2 separate regions of the Rattus norvegicus genome follow, and region 2 is linked to region 1. Evidence: chromatin contacts called from public Hi-C data. All regions are on one chromosome and are shown on one strand. The core of a region is the stretch at or near the end of the contact, and the rest is flanking DNA. Distances in the headings are between cores, read along the strand shown.

Evidence for each region. Hi-C and Micro-C count contacts between places; a contact is called where the count stands out from the background.
Region 2: a contact with region 1 is called in a Hi-C map of Schwann cells, with 2.7 times the contacts expected there. The contact joins two enhancer-like sites. A contact is called at or near these places in 7 of 12 Hi-C or Micro-C datasets (Schwann cells, kidney, liver and 2 more).

What each region holds. Positions count from the first base shown.
Region 1 is chr5:150,560,878-150,567,355 of GRCr8, forward strand. Ahdc1 (AT hook, DNA binding motif, containing 1) reads left to right here. Exons shown (of 6, transcript NM_001134956.1): 3 at 840-1,070; 4 at 1,204-1,241; 5 at 1,600-6,478. The coding sequence starts at 1,674. The coding sequence ends at 6,452. It overlaps LOC120102997 (a long non-coding RNA gene), which reads right to left. Exons shown (of 3, transcript XR_005505031.2): 2 at 1,429-1,500. Among named protein-coding and RNA genes, the nearest start is that of Ahdc1, 51 kb to the left of the region's middle. Within about 2 kb of position 4,219, at least 5 of the 93 cell types and tissues checked have an H3K27ac peak or open chromatin away from gene starts, as enhancers often do.
Region 2 is chr5:150,669,371-150,675,359 of GRCr8, forward strand. Wasf2 (WASP family member 2) reads left to right here. Exons shown (of 9, transcript NM_001394051.1): 3 at 1,982-2,116; 4 at 2,631-2,784; 5 at 5,400-5,517. Among named protein-coding and RNA genes, the nearest start is that of Gpr3, 26 kb to the right of the region's middle. Within about 2 kb of position 2,516, at least 14 of the 93 cell types and tissues checked have an H3K27ac peak or open chromatin away from gene starts, as enhancers often do.

The DNA of each region.
Region 1 (6,478 bases), core at 2,969-5,468:
TGTGAGGCAAAGCACTCAGACACATGAAATGAAAATAAGCTTAAAAAAATACAAAAGACGGGGTTGGGGATTTAGCTCAGTGCCTAGCAAGCGCAAGGCCCTGGGTTCGGTCCCCAGCTCCGAAAAAAAGAAAAAAAAAAATACAAAAGACGGGTGGTGGCGGCACATGCCTTTAGTCCCAGCACTCAGGAGGCAGAGGCAGGTGGCTCTTTGTGAGTTCAAGGCCAGCCCGGTCTACAGAGCATATTTCAGGATAGCCAGAACTATACAGAGAAACCCTCAAAAAACAAAAAAGTTGTTTTGTTTTTTTTTTAAATGTCACAAACAAAAACTCCAAGGCGCAAACAACAACAAAACCCGTCTTTTTGGACACTTGTGTGGAACAGAACTGTTGTGGATTCACAGAGCTTTCTTTTTTTACTCGGCAGGGGACAGGGCAGATGGGCTTATCTTCGTGGTACTTGGAGCCCTTACTGGATGGTTTCTTCAAAAGTGGGCAGGATAGCGATTGACCTGTGTATGGCAGGGAGGTTAGATGAGATAAGTCTATTAAAGTGCTTGGTGGTGGTGGTGGCAGTAAAAGGTGCCAGGGTCTTTATAGCCACCTTCCTGGTGACTTCCAGATCCTTGTCCCCAGGCACTTTCCTCACTTGTCTTTGCAGCTCTTAATCCATCCACTGATTCTTAAGTCACGTAGGGCTTTACCTGTTCAAATGTCTGACTGCCCAGGCCTTGTACAAAGTAGAAATCCCATAAATAATGAGCATATGAATGAATGAATGAAGTTGGTTCATGTCTGAGCCTCCATTTCTTCATCTGCAAAATGGGGTTATTAATAGCCCCTACCTCACAGGATCGGTATGAAGAATCAAATGAAGCAATGCCTGGACAGCTTCCAGCCCAGTGCCTGGCGTGCAGTAGGTGCTCACTAAACCTGAGCTACGGTGGTCCTTTCCAGGCGCTGTCCACACCCCAAGGCCTGGGCTCAGGCCGAAGTTGCTCCACAATACCCTCAGCTGACAGCCAGCGACTGGCAGAGTCCCCAAGCACGGGGGCCCTCTGTTTACCAGGTCAGATGGGGAGCCTTGAGGGAGCTGGGTGGCATCTAGAAAGGGGCAGGGCGAGTATGGATAGCGGGGGTTAAGTGTGGACCCTGAATAATCTTGGGGGAAGTCAACTCTGATCGTGTCTTGTTGCCCACAGAGATATCCAGTGTGACAGCCCAGGCGGCAGAGCCGAGGGTGAGTGCAGCCTGAGGACCAAGGGTGAGGAGGAGAGTCGCTGTGGTGAATGGGTCTTTCCAGCCTTCTTTAGTTTTCGGTCTAGTGTTATGTAGTGTGGCCATCTTGCTCTGCTACTAGTCCTCCCTCTCCAAGATACGGGGATCTTGTCATCCATCTCTAATAGTTGTAGGAGTGGGTCACGTACCTGGATGCCGGGGCCCAGGAAGAGTTGAGTATGTACACAGGACAGAAGACCTGCAAGCAATTTGGGCCATGGCTGGAACATAGAGGGGAAATAGGATCAATAAGGTTCAGGGGCACGATATTAGGATATAGATGCTCAGTGAAGAACCTCTTGCCTTTCCTTCCCCGGCAGGTTCTGGTCCCGGCCTCTCTCACCCTCATGTCAGCCCCGGCCCCGCCCGGCGGCCCGAGGAGGACAAGGTCAGGATGCGTGTGAAGCCCCAGGGCCTGGTTGTGACTTCCAGTGCCGTGTGCAGCTCTCCTGACTACCTCCGAGAGCCCAAGTACTACCCCGGCGGCCCCCCAACCCCCCGGCCCTTGCTTCCCACCCGCCCCCCTGCCAGCCCACCTGACAAGGCCTTTTCCACCCATACCTTCTCCGAGAACCCACGCCCACCCCCACGTCGGGACCCCAGCTCCCGGCGTCCACCAGTCCTTGCCAAGGGAGACGACCTGCTACCCCCTCGGGCAGCCCGGCCTGTCTCCCAGGCCCACTGTCCCACACCGGCCCCAGACAACAACTCCCTCCGTCACTGGGACAACGGGCGTGTGAACCTGCATCCGGTGGTGCAGCTGATTGACATCATGAAGGACCTGACACGGCTGTCCCAGGACCTGCAGCACAGTGGTGTGCATCTAGACTGCGGCGGGCTGCGACTGAGCCGCCCACCCGCTCCACCGCCCGGCGACCTGCAGTACAGCTTCTTCTCTTCACCCAGCCTGGCCAATAGCATCCGCAGCCCTGAGGAGCGTGCGACCCCTCACGCCAAGCCAGAGCGGCCCAACCACCCCCTCTATGAACCTGAGCCCGAGCCCAGGGATAGTCCCCAGCCTGGCCAAGGCCATGGTCCTGGAGCCACAGCCACGGCCACTGGTCTGCCCCCAGAGCCTGAGCCAGATGGGCCTGACTACCCTGAGCTGGCAGACGCTGACATCCTCAGTGAACTTGCCTCCCTTACTTGCCCTGAGGCCCAGCTCCTGGAGGCTCAAGCCCTTGAGCCTCCTTCACCACAGCCTGAGCCGCAGCTCCTGGACCCCCAGCCCCGCTTCCTAGACCCACAAGCACTAGAGCCTCTAGGAGAAGGTTTGGAACTACCACCCCTGCAGCCTCTTGCGGATCCTCTGGGACTGCCGAGCTTGACTCTGCAGGCCCTAGACACCCTACCTGACTCCTTGGAATCCCAGCTCCTTGACCCTCAGGCCCTCGACCCCCTGCCCAAGTTGTTGGATGTCCCTGGTCGACGTCTAGAGCCCCAGCAATCCTTGGGACACTGCCAACTGGCTGAGCCCTTACGCCTGGACTTGTGCTCACCTCATGGTCCCCCTGGGCCTGAGGGCCACCCCAAGTACGCCTTGAGGCGCACTGATAGGCCAAAGATCCTGTGTCGCAGGCGGAAAGCTGGAAGGGGACGGAAGGTGGATTCAGGACCTGAAGGTCGTCTGCTGCCTCTTCCCATGCCTACAGGGCTGGCAGCTGCCCTGGCTGAACCCCCACCGCTGCCCCCACCACCACCACCTCCTGCTCTGTCAGGCCCAGTTCCTGAACTGGAGCCAGAGTCCTCTCAAACTCCAATGGTCCCCACCCGCAAAGGCAAGTGCAGGGGAGTGCGGCGGATGGTGGTGAAGATGGCAAAGATCCCTGTGTCACTAGGGCGGAGGAACAAGACCACGTACAAAGTTTCATCCTTGAGCAGCAGTCTGAGTGTGGAGGGCAAGGAGCTGGGCCTGAGGGTGTCGTCGGAGCCCACCCCATTGCTGAAGATGAAAAACAATGGCCGGAATGTGGTGGTGGTCTTCCCGCCAGGTGAGATGCCTATTATTCTCAAGCGAAAGCGTGGCCGCCCTCCTAAGAACCTGCTGCTGGGTCCTGGCAAACCCAAAGAGCCAACAGTGGTAGCTGCCGAGGCTGCCGCTGTGACAGCGGCCACCATGGCCATGCCGGAGGTGAAGAAACGGCGGCGGAGGAAACAAAAGCTGGCATCCCCGCAGCCGTCCTACGCAGCAGACGCCAATGACAGTAAGGCTGAGTATTCCGATGTCCTTGCCAAGCTGGCCTTTTTGAACCGCCAGAGCCAGTGTGCTGGGAGATGCTCGCCACCCCGATGCTGGACACCCAGTGAGCCTGAGTCAGTGCACCAAGCCCCGGACACTCAGAGCATCTCTCAATTCCTGCACCGGGTGCAGGGCTTCCGGAGGCGTGGAGGCAAGACAGGAGGCTTTGGAGGTAGGGGCGGAGGCCATGCAGCCAAGGCAGCCCGCTGTTCCTTTAGTGACTTTTTTGAGGGCATTGGCAAGAAAAAGAAGGTGGTAGCAGTGGCAGCTACTGGGGTTGTGGGTCCTGGTCTCACTGAGCTGGGGCATCCACGCAAAAGGGGCCGAGGCGAGGTAGATGCTGTAACTGGGAAACCCAAGCGCAAGAGGCGGTCCCGGAAGAATGGGACTCTGTTCCCAGAGCAGGTGCCCAGTGGCCCAGGCTTTGGGGAGGCCGGTGCTGAGTGGGCTGGGGACAAGGGTGGTGGCTGGGCCCCTCACCATGGGCACCCAGGAGGGCAAGCTGGCCGAAACTGTGGTTTCCAGGGGACGGAGGCCAGGGCTTTTGCCTCCACTGGGCTGGAGAGTGGGGCTTCAGGCCGTGGCAGCTACTATGCTGGTGCACCCTCAGGCCAGACGGAGCTCAGCCAGGAACGCCAAAACCTCTTCACTGGCTATTTTCGGTCCCTGCTTGATTCAGATGACTCCTCTGACCTCTTGGACTTTGCCCTATCGGCCTCTCGCCCAGAGTCCCGGAAGGCATCGGGCAACTATGCAGGGCCTCCCTCCAGTGCGCTGCCTGCTCAGCGGGGGCTTGCCACCTTCCCAAGCCGGGGAGCCAAGGGTAGCCCAGTGGCAGTGGGCAACAGTGGAGCTGGGACAGACCCCTCCTTCCAGCCTGTCCTGCCTTCCCGTCAGACCTTTCCACCAGGCCGGGCAACAAGCTATGGGATAACCCCAGCCACTTCAGACTGCCGAGCAGCTGAGACCTTCCCAAAGCTGGCTCCCCCTCCTTCAGCTGTGGCCCGCTCGCCTACAACCCACCCTCCTGCCAACACCTACCCACCTCAGTATGGTGGCTATGGGGCAGGACAAAGTGTGTTTGCCCCAGCAAAGCCCTTTTCAGGCCAGGACTGTGCTAATAGTAAGGACTGCAGCTTTGCCTATGGCAGCGGCAATAGCCTTCCTGCCTCACCCAGCAGCGCCCACAGTGCTGGCTATGCCCCGCCGCCTACTGGGGGTCCCTGTCTACCGCCCAGCAAGGCCTCCTTCTTCAACAGCTCTGAGGGGGGCCCCTTCTCTGGGTCAGCTCCCACACCCTTGCGCTGTGACAGTCGAGCCAGTACTGTCTCACCCGGTGGCTACATGGTACCCAAGGGCACCACAGCTTCTGCTGCCTCTGCGGCCTCCTCCTCTTCCTCTTCCTTTCAGCCCTCACCTGAGAACTGTCGGCAGTTTGTGGGGGCTTCTCAGTGGCCTTTCCGGCAGGGGTATGGAGGCCTGGACTGGGCCTCGGAGGCCTTTAGTCAGCTCTACAATCCCAACTTTGACTGCCACGTCAGTGAACCCAATGTGATCTTGGACATCTCGAACTACACGCCACAGAAGGTGAAGCAGCAGACTGCTGTGTCCGAGACCTTCTCCGAGTCATCCTCTGACAGCACCCAGTTCAATCAGCCAGTTGGTGGTGGTTTTAGGCGTGCCAACAGTGAGGCCTCAAGCAGTGAGGGCCAGTCAAGCCTGTCCAGCCTGGAGAAGCTCATGATGGACTGGAATGAAGCATCATCTGCTCCCGGCTACAACTGGAACCAGAGCGTCCTCTTTCAGAGTAGCTCAAAGCCTGGCCGTGGCCGGCGGAAGAAGGTGGACCTGTTTGAGGCCTCACATTTGGGCTTTTCAACATCCACCTCAGCCACTGCCTCTGGGTATCCGTCCAAACGGAGCACCGGACCCCGGCAGCCTCGGGGTGGCCGGGGTAGTGGGGCCTGCTCAGCCAAGAAGGAGAGAGGTGGTACAGCGGCCAAAGCCAAGTTCATCCCCAAGCCACAACCAGTGAATCCACTGTTCCAGGACAGCCCAGACCTTGGCCTGGACTACTATAGTGGGGACAGCAGCATGTCACCACTGCCCTCCCAGTCGAGAGCCTTTGGTGTGGGAGAACGAGATCCCTGTGACTTCATGGGACCTTACTCCATGAATCCATCCACACCTTCTGATGGCACTTTTGGCCAAGGCTTCCACTGTGACTCTCCCAGCCTGGGTGCTCCTGACCTTGACAGCAAGCATTTCCCACCACTGGCCCACCCACCCACAGTGTTTGATGCTGGCCTGCAGAAGGCCTACTCACCCACCTGTTCACCGACACTAGGCTTCAAGGAAGAGTTGCGGCCACCACCTTCAAAGCTGACTGCCTGTGAGCCCCTCAAGCATGGTCTTCAGGGGGCTAGCCTGAGTCATGCAGCCCAGGCCCACCTGAGCTGCCGGGACCTACCGCTAGGCCAGCCTCACTATGAGTCCCCTAGTTGCAAGGGTACAGCCTATTGGTACCCACCAGGTTCAGCTGCCCGCAGCCCACCTTATGAAGGCAAGGTGGGTTCAGGGCTGCTGGCTGACTTCCTGGGCAGGACGGAGGCTGTCTGCCTCAGTGCCCCTCACCTGGCTAGCCCACCAGCCACGCCCAAGGCCGACAAGGAGCCATTGGAGATGACCCGGCCCCCAGGTCCACCCCGTGGCCCTGCTGCAGCCACTGCTGGCTATGGCTGCCCACTCCTTAGTGACTTAACTCTGTCCCCTGTGCCGAGGGACTCGCTGCTGCCCCTGCAGGACACTGCCTACAGGTATCCAGGCTTTATGCCGCAGACACACCCTGGCCTGGGTGGGGGTCCTAAGAGTGGCTTCCTGGGGCCCATGGCGGAACCTCACCCTGAGGACACATTTACCGTCACCTCCCTGTAGTACCAACTGAAGTGCCGACTGGACCA
Region 2 (5,989 bases), core at 1,266-3,765, 110 kb after region 1:
AGACCGGGCAGTGCTGGTGCAACCCTTTACTCCATCCCGGTCTACAGGGCACAGCCAGGGCTACACAGGGAACCCTGACTCAACAAAAGGGGAAGGGAAGGAAACCCGACACAGGCCTTTAGACTAGTACTTGGAAGGCAGAAGCAGACAGAGCTCTGTGCTCAAAGACCCCTCATAAGGTGGCTCTGGAGAGCAGCTCGAAGAGGAGCAACCAGGTGTCCATGATTAGTACAGTGGACAGGAAATTACTTCTGTAGAATTTCAAACCAAGATGAAGGTATTGCTAACCTCCCATCTGACATGGGGGTGCAGAACTTCTCTTGGGGGGGTCGCTTTATGTTCTCTAACTCAACAGTCTCAAAGGTCTGTCTGCACAGAAAGTTCCGGGCCAGCCCGGGCTCCACAGCAAGACCCTGTCTCAAAAAAAAAAAAAAAAAAAGGAAAAGAAGAGTTACCGATTTTGTATATTGAGGTCTTTTATGAGTTTTACCTGATGCTGTGCTGTCACACACCCTTTTACTACGGAACAGAAAATCTGAGTCTTCTCTGAGAGACGGGTTAACTTGTATTTTTTTTCTTTTCTTCCAGAGCAGTTGAATTTTTGTTTTTGTTTTGAGACAGTGTCTCACTGTGTAGGCCAGGCTGGCCTTGAACACACAGCAATCCTCTTGGCCTCCCAAGTGCTAAGATTATAGTTATGGGCCACCACATTGGGTCTTTCTAAGGCTGGCCCATTTTCTATGCACAACGCTGCATATTTCTTTGCTTTTGTCTCCAAATATAGTTTTTTGTTACTTGGTGGAGCAGGACCACTGCCGTGTCATGAATGTATCAAACACCCATCTTCTACCTACAGAACAGGCATGTTGGCCTCTCTTGAGTCCTTTGAGTTAGGAATTCCTCTTCACTGTTGCTGTGTGGGACCGTGCAGTATGCAGAATTAGAAACTCCACTGACTTATTAAATGCACCAGTAGTTCACAATGCACTTGTCCTCTGGGTTCCACTGGAAAAGTTAACTGCAGTTTACCCTGAGGGTGTGGTTTTGGCCTTCCAGTCTGGGTTAGCCTATTCCTCCTCAAATATGTACTAAGCTTAGAAGCTAAAGAAAAAAAGAATGAGACCTTACTTTAAATAGGTCTCAAAATATCGTCAGGTCGGGCAGTCATTTATGTCTGCCTTCACTTTGTGAGTAAACAACCGAGGTGGTGATTTACCCATTCATACCCCTCGGTTCCTAGCAGAAAAGTGCTATGTGGCTCAGAATGACAGTGCTTGCCAAACTGCTGTTTCTTTGACTGCAAATTCTCCTTGCATTCAGGGTTGAAAGTACAGAACACTTTTCTTGTTCTAAAAAGTGGGACTTTGTGGAAAAGACCGGTGGCATGTTGTTTTTCAGGGAGGGCTTGAATACCTCAGCTTTCCGCTCGTTCCCTGGGGTGTAGATTTGAAGGATTGTAACCTAGGGCCAAGGCTTTGAAAGCTGTGGGTTAGAGAACGTAAGGCGACCTTTTCACCCTTAGAAGCTTGGCATCCCTGTGCGGGGTGGGGAAGTTCAGGCCCCTTAGAGATACCCGCCTCTTGGTTTTCAGTGGGCTTTTGAAATTCTACTGAGGAAGTAATTTAGTGTATAGTAATTAAGCATGGACACCTAGTTGTCCCTCTTAACTCCCAGTCTGCTCTCCAGAGCCATTTTATAAGGTGCTTACAGAACAGGAGGGGCTGAGAGCCAAGGACAAATGTTTGCATATACTGTCTGCTCTTCCGGGACGAACTTGTTGACATTGCACCTTTTGATTTTGTTCAACCCGCTTTGAATCTCATGTTTGTTCAGAATTTGCCAAAAGGGTTCTATTAGTTATGGACTATATATGCACAGAGTGACCAGGCTATGGGGACTGTCTTTCTCCAAAGACAAGCATGTGTATGTGTTTGGTGGACAGTACACTCTTTAGTCACTGGGCTCTGTTTGCTCTTCCTAGGTAAGTATGCGGAGGACATTTTCGGAGAGATTTGTACTCAGGCAAGTGCCTTTGCCTCCCGAGTGAACTCCCTTGCTGAGCGGGTTGACCGGGTACAAGTTAAAGTCACTCAGCTGGATCCCAAGGAAGAAGAAGGTAAGGAGGCTGAACCAGAGCTGCAGGCTCTGCTGAGCAGCGGCTGAGAATCCTGCCCCTGGTTTGTTAAAAAGCAAGAGGAGAGATCAGAGAGACTGATACATGTCTACTTGGAAGCGACATAAGCCTCGCTGGTGTAAAGAAACCTTTTTACCTTTACCACACACCACATCCCTTTTCTTCCATTCCCCAATTCCCTTGTTCTCAAGTTGCCTTTCCCTCAATGGTATTTTGCTACCATAAAAGTACTTGGAAGATTCCTTTCACCTAAGGAGAGGCCTGCAAGATCTGGCCACATAGTAAACCTTTGTGTTGCTTCATCTGTTCAGTCATGAAATGGCTGGGCTGCTGACAGCCTCGTGGGGTTTCCCCAGAGGGGGAAGGAAAAAAAAAAACCTGGCTGCAGACGGCTGCAGCCAAGAAAGGCAGCAGCTGAGGCGTCTCCGACGGTGTGACTCAGTGTTTGCTCAAATAGCCTGTCGTCCATTTTCTAATGCCTTCCATCTTCTCTCAGTGTCACTGCAAGGAATCAACACTCGTAAGGCCTTCAGAAGCTCTACCATCCAAGACCAGAAGCTTTTTGACAGAAATTCCCTTCCAGTACCAGTCTTGGAAACCTATAACAGCTGTGACGCTCCTCCTCCTCTTAACAATCTAAGTCCTTACAGGTAACTATACTCCCTGCGTGCGTGCGCACGCGTGTGCATGGTGTGTATGGGGGTGTGCGTGCGCACAGACGCACGCTGATCTAAGTCCACACTGTCTAAAATCTCCAAAGACAATGCTTAGATGAGAGAAGAGTATTGAACTTCCCGCCTACCTCACAAGGACAGAGCTCCCTCTTGCTCCGTCTCGGAAAGTCGCGCCGCATCTCTCCCATGTCGACAGTCTGCTGTGCCGTCAGCGCTGCAGAGCTTACTCTGGTGGACTCCATCCAAGGAGTTTAGTTAGTGCAGAAGCAAGAGGGCGTGTTAGCAGGCAGTCCTGCACAGAGATTCCCAGAGCCACATTCTCTCTCAGAAAAACTGTAAATTACCAGATGTTTGGGCAAGTTAGTGGGACCAGCCTCATACTGGCTGCTCTAGGCTCAGAGGGGCCATCCAAGGCGTGGGGAGTACTGGTGTCCTTCCGGGTGAGTGCCATCATGAACGTCCTCTGGATGGTTTCCTCTGCAACAATCTGTCCTGTGAGGGTGGACGTGGGAAAGGAAGGATGCGGGCTGAAAGACAACCTAGGGTCCCCCTCTGTGATTTGGTAATGTCATCATCCTGGACAGACCAGCTGACCAGAAGTAGAAAGGGAATATGTATCTTGTTTGTATCCATAAATGTCTTTGGAACAGGTAAAAAGTAGTTACAGGTAGCTGGACATGGTGCTGTCTGTCAGACATGGGTACTGGAAAGCTGTGTGTGTGCCTCTATGAGTTCAAGGACACTGGTCTGTCCAGAGAGCCTCAAGTAGGAGCTTGGTAGCTTCTCAGAGATCTAGAAGAGTCTCTGCCCTTCGTTCCTAGGATATGAAGTCTTGCTTGCCCCCGGGGCTGTCATGCTTTAGTCTGATTGAGTTTGGGGATGGTGTTATGGGACAGAAAGGGTTGACATACCTCACAGTACTGAACGTGACGATACAGTGTCTGTATGGCGGGGTAGGATTAACAGATAACGTTGAGATGTTTCATCTCTCTGAAAACTGGACTTTGTTTTTTAGACATACACTGCCAGAATTAGTGTCTCCTCTCAGTTATCTGGACTTGGCCTAACAGAAACAAGCAGTGGTGTCTCTAACTCAGAGCAAGATGCAGTTGATATAAAGTTGATATAAAGATTATTACTGTCAGCGTCTGCAGAGAGAGTTCAACACAAGAACATTTGCTGCTCTGGCAAGTTCAGTTCCCAGCACTTATAAAAAAGGCAACTCACAACTGTCAGTGACTCTAGCTTCGGGGGCTCTTACACCCCCTTCTGGCTTTTATGGGTACCCACATATATATGTGCACAGAGACACACATATACATATATTAAATGAAAATAAAATAAATCTAATGCATTTTTTAAAAGGACCTATTAATGGTTGATCTAGAAGTACCCTTGATGTTTTGAAAGGCAAGGAGTAGAATTGTCTTTCAAAAGTTTTAGTTGATGGGTTCGAACGATCCCCAGCTCCGAAAAAAAAGAACCAAAAAAAAAAAAAAGTTTTAGTTGATTGGTTGATTTGCCCTTTTTTTTTTTTTTTTTTTAAGATTGGGTCTCTCTGTGTAGTCCTGACCATCCTAGAACTTGTATATACACCATGCTATCTTCAGACCAGCCTTTTAGATGTTTTCTGTGTAGTTCTCTTTGTGACACATCCTCTGTACATAGTGTAGGCTGGCCTTGAATATCTGATGCTTCCCTCCTGGCTTCCAGTTCTTTTATTTTAGAAGAATAATAATCCCGTACCCCTAAGCACACACTGTGTGAACAGTGGAAGCTTCCCCATACCCAAGTAGAAGATTCTAGTCAGGATCACAGAGTGTGGCAAACAGCTCTTAGTAGCTCACTCCGTCCTTGCATTGCCATACCCACTAAGACCTCGTGGTCTTTTTGTTATGTGAGACAGGATTTCTCTGTGTAGGCCTAGCTGTGAACTCATTCTCTCTCTCTCTCTCTCTCTCTCTCTCTCTCTCTCTCTCTCTCTCTCTCTCTCTCTCTCTCTCTCTCCAAGGCTGGCCTTGAACTTAGAAATCTGGCTGCCTCTGCTTCCCAATAGATCTTGTGGTTTTAAAACAGCTGGCCATTTGTGCTCAGTGGGTCTCCTTACAGCAATATTGGACACTGATCTACTCTAAAAGGGAGCAAGAAGTACAGTGTGTTTAGTTCCTTATCTGTGTGTAGAAGAGCAGCTGTACACAGAGACACAGTGGGTAGAAAAGACCTCAGCGCTTTCTACAGAGTCCTGGGGAATGGATAGGGAAGGGCAACCAGCAGCAGGAGTCTCCTTAGAATACACAGTATCCAGATATCTTTGTGGTGACTGTGCAGGTGATTAGAAATAATCAGAATTCCTGCCCGCCTAGCCTGTTCCTGCTCTGACCATGCAGATTCCTGCCTGGGAACTGAAGGTTTGGCAAAGGTTTGTGAGGAGTAGAGGGGCGGGCACTATTAGGGCCGTTGAGAATCTGGTATGGGAGTGGAAACATGCGATTGATTCAAATGGTGTCCTGACTCCTTAGTGTTTGGAATATTGGATTTGGTTGGGAGCTCAGCTCTCTACTGACAGTTACTTGTCTCCATTTCTACCCCAGGGACGACGGAAAAGAGGCGCTCAAATTCTACACCAACCCTTCGTACTTCTTTGATCTTTGGAAGGAGAAGATGCTGCAGGACACCAAGGATATCATGAAAGAGAAGAGAAAGCACAGGGTGAGGGAAAGGGGCCTCTGTCCTACACGTCTGCAGGCACAATCGGAGAGGGGATAAAAAGGAAGCCGTCCTGATGTGAAGTCATTCCAAGGGACTGCTTGCTCAGACGCCAGGTTAAAAAAAAAAGAACGTGTCCACACCAAATGCCACCAAGGTGAAATGTAAATCACACCAGAATACCCGTGCTCCCTGGCACTGTGGTGACAACTGAGTGTATGCGCCGAGCTTTAGAAGTGGACTTTTTCTGTTCACCAGTTATTTTCCTTGCAAACTGCACCTAACTGCTGGCCGCTCAGCTAGCCTGGTCCCTAGCCTGGTCCAGTTCACAACAGCTCTGCAGCTCATTTCTCAGGGACAAGTACCAGGTTAACCCCTTCACCACTGGGTGGGTGGGGCCAGGACTGCCTGGTTCCTGTGATTCTTCTCTTTAGGCTCTTGGTGATATGTGACCTGCCAGGTTTGACCCAGCAAT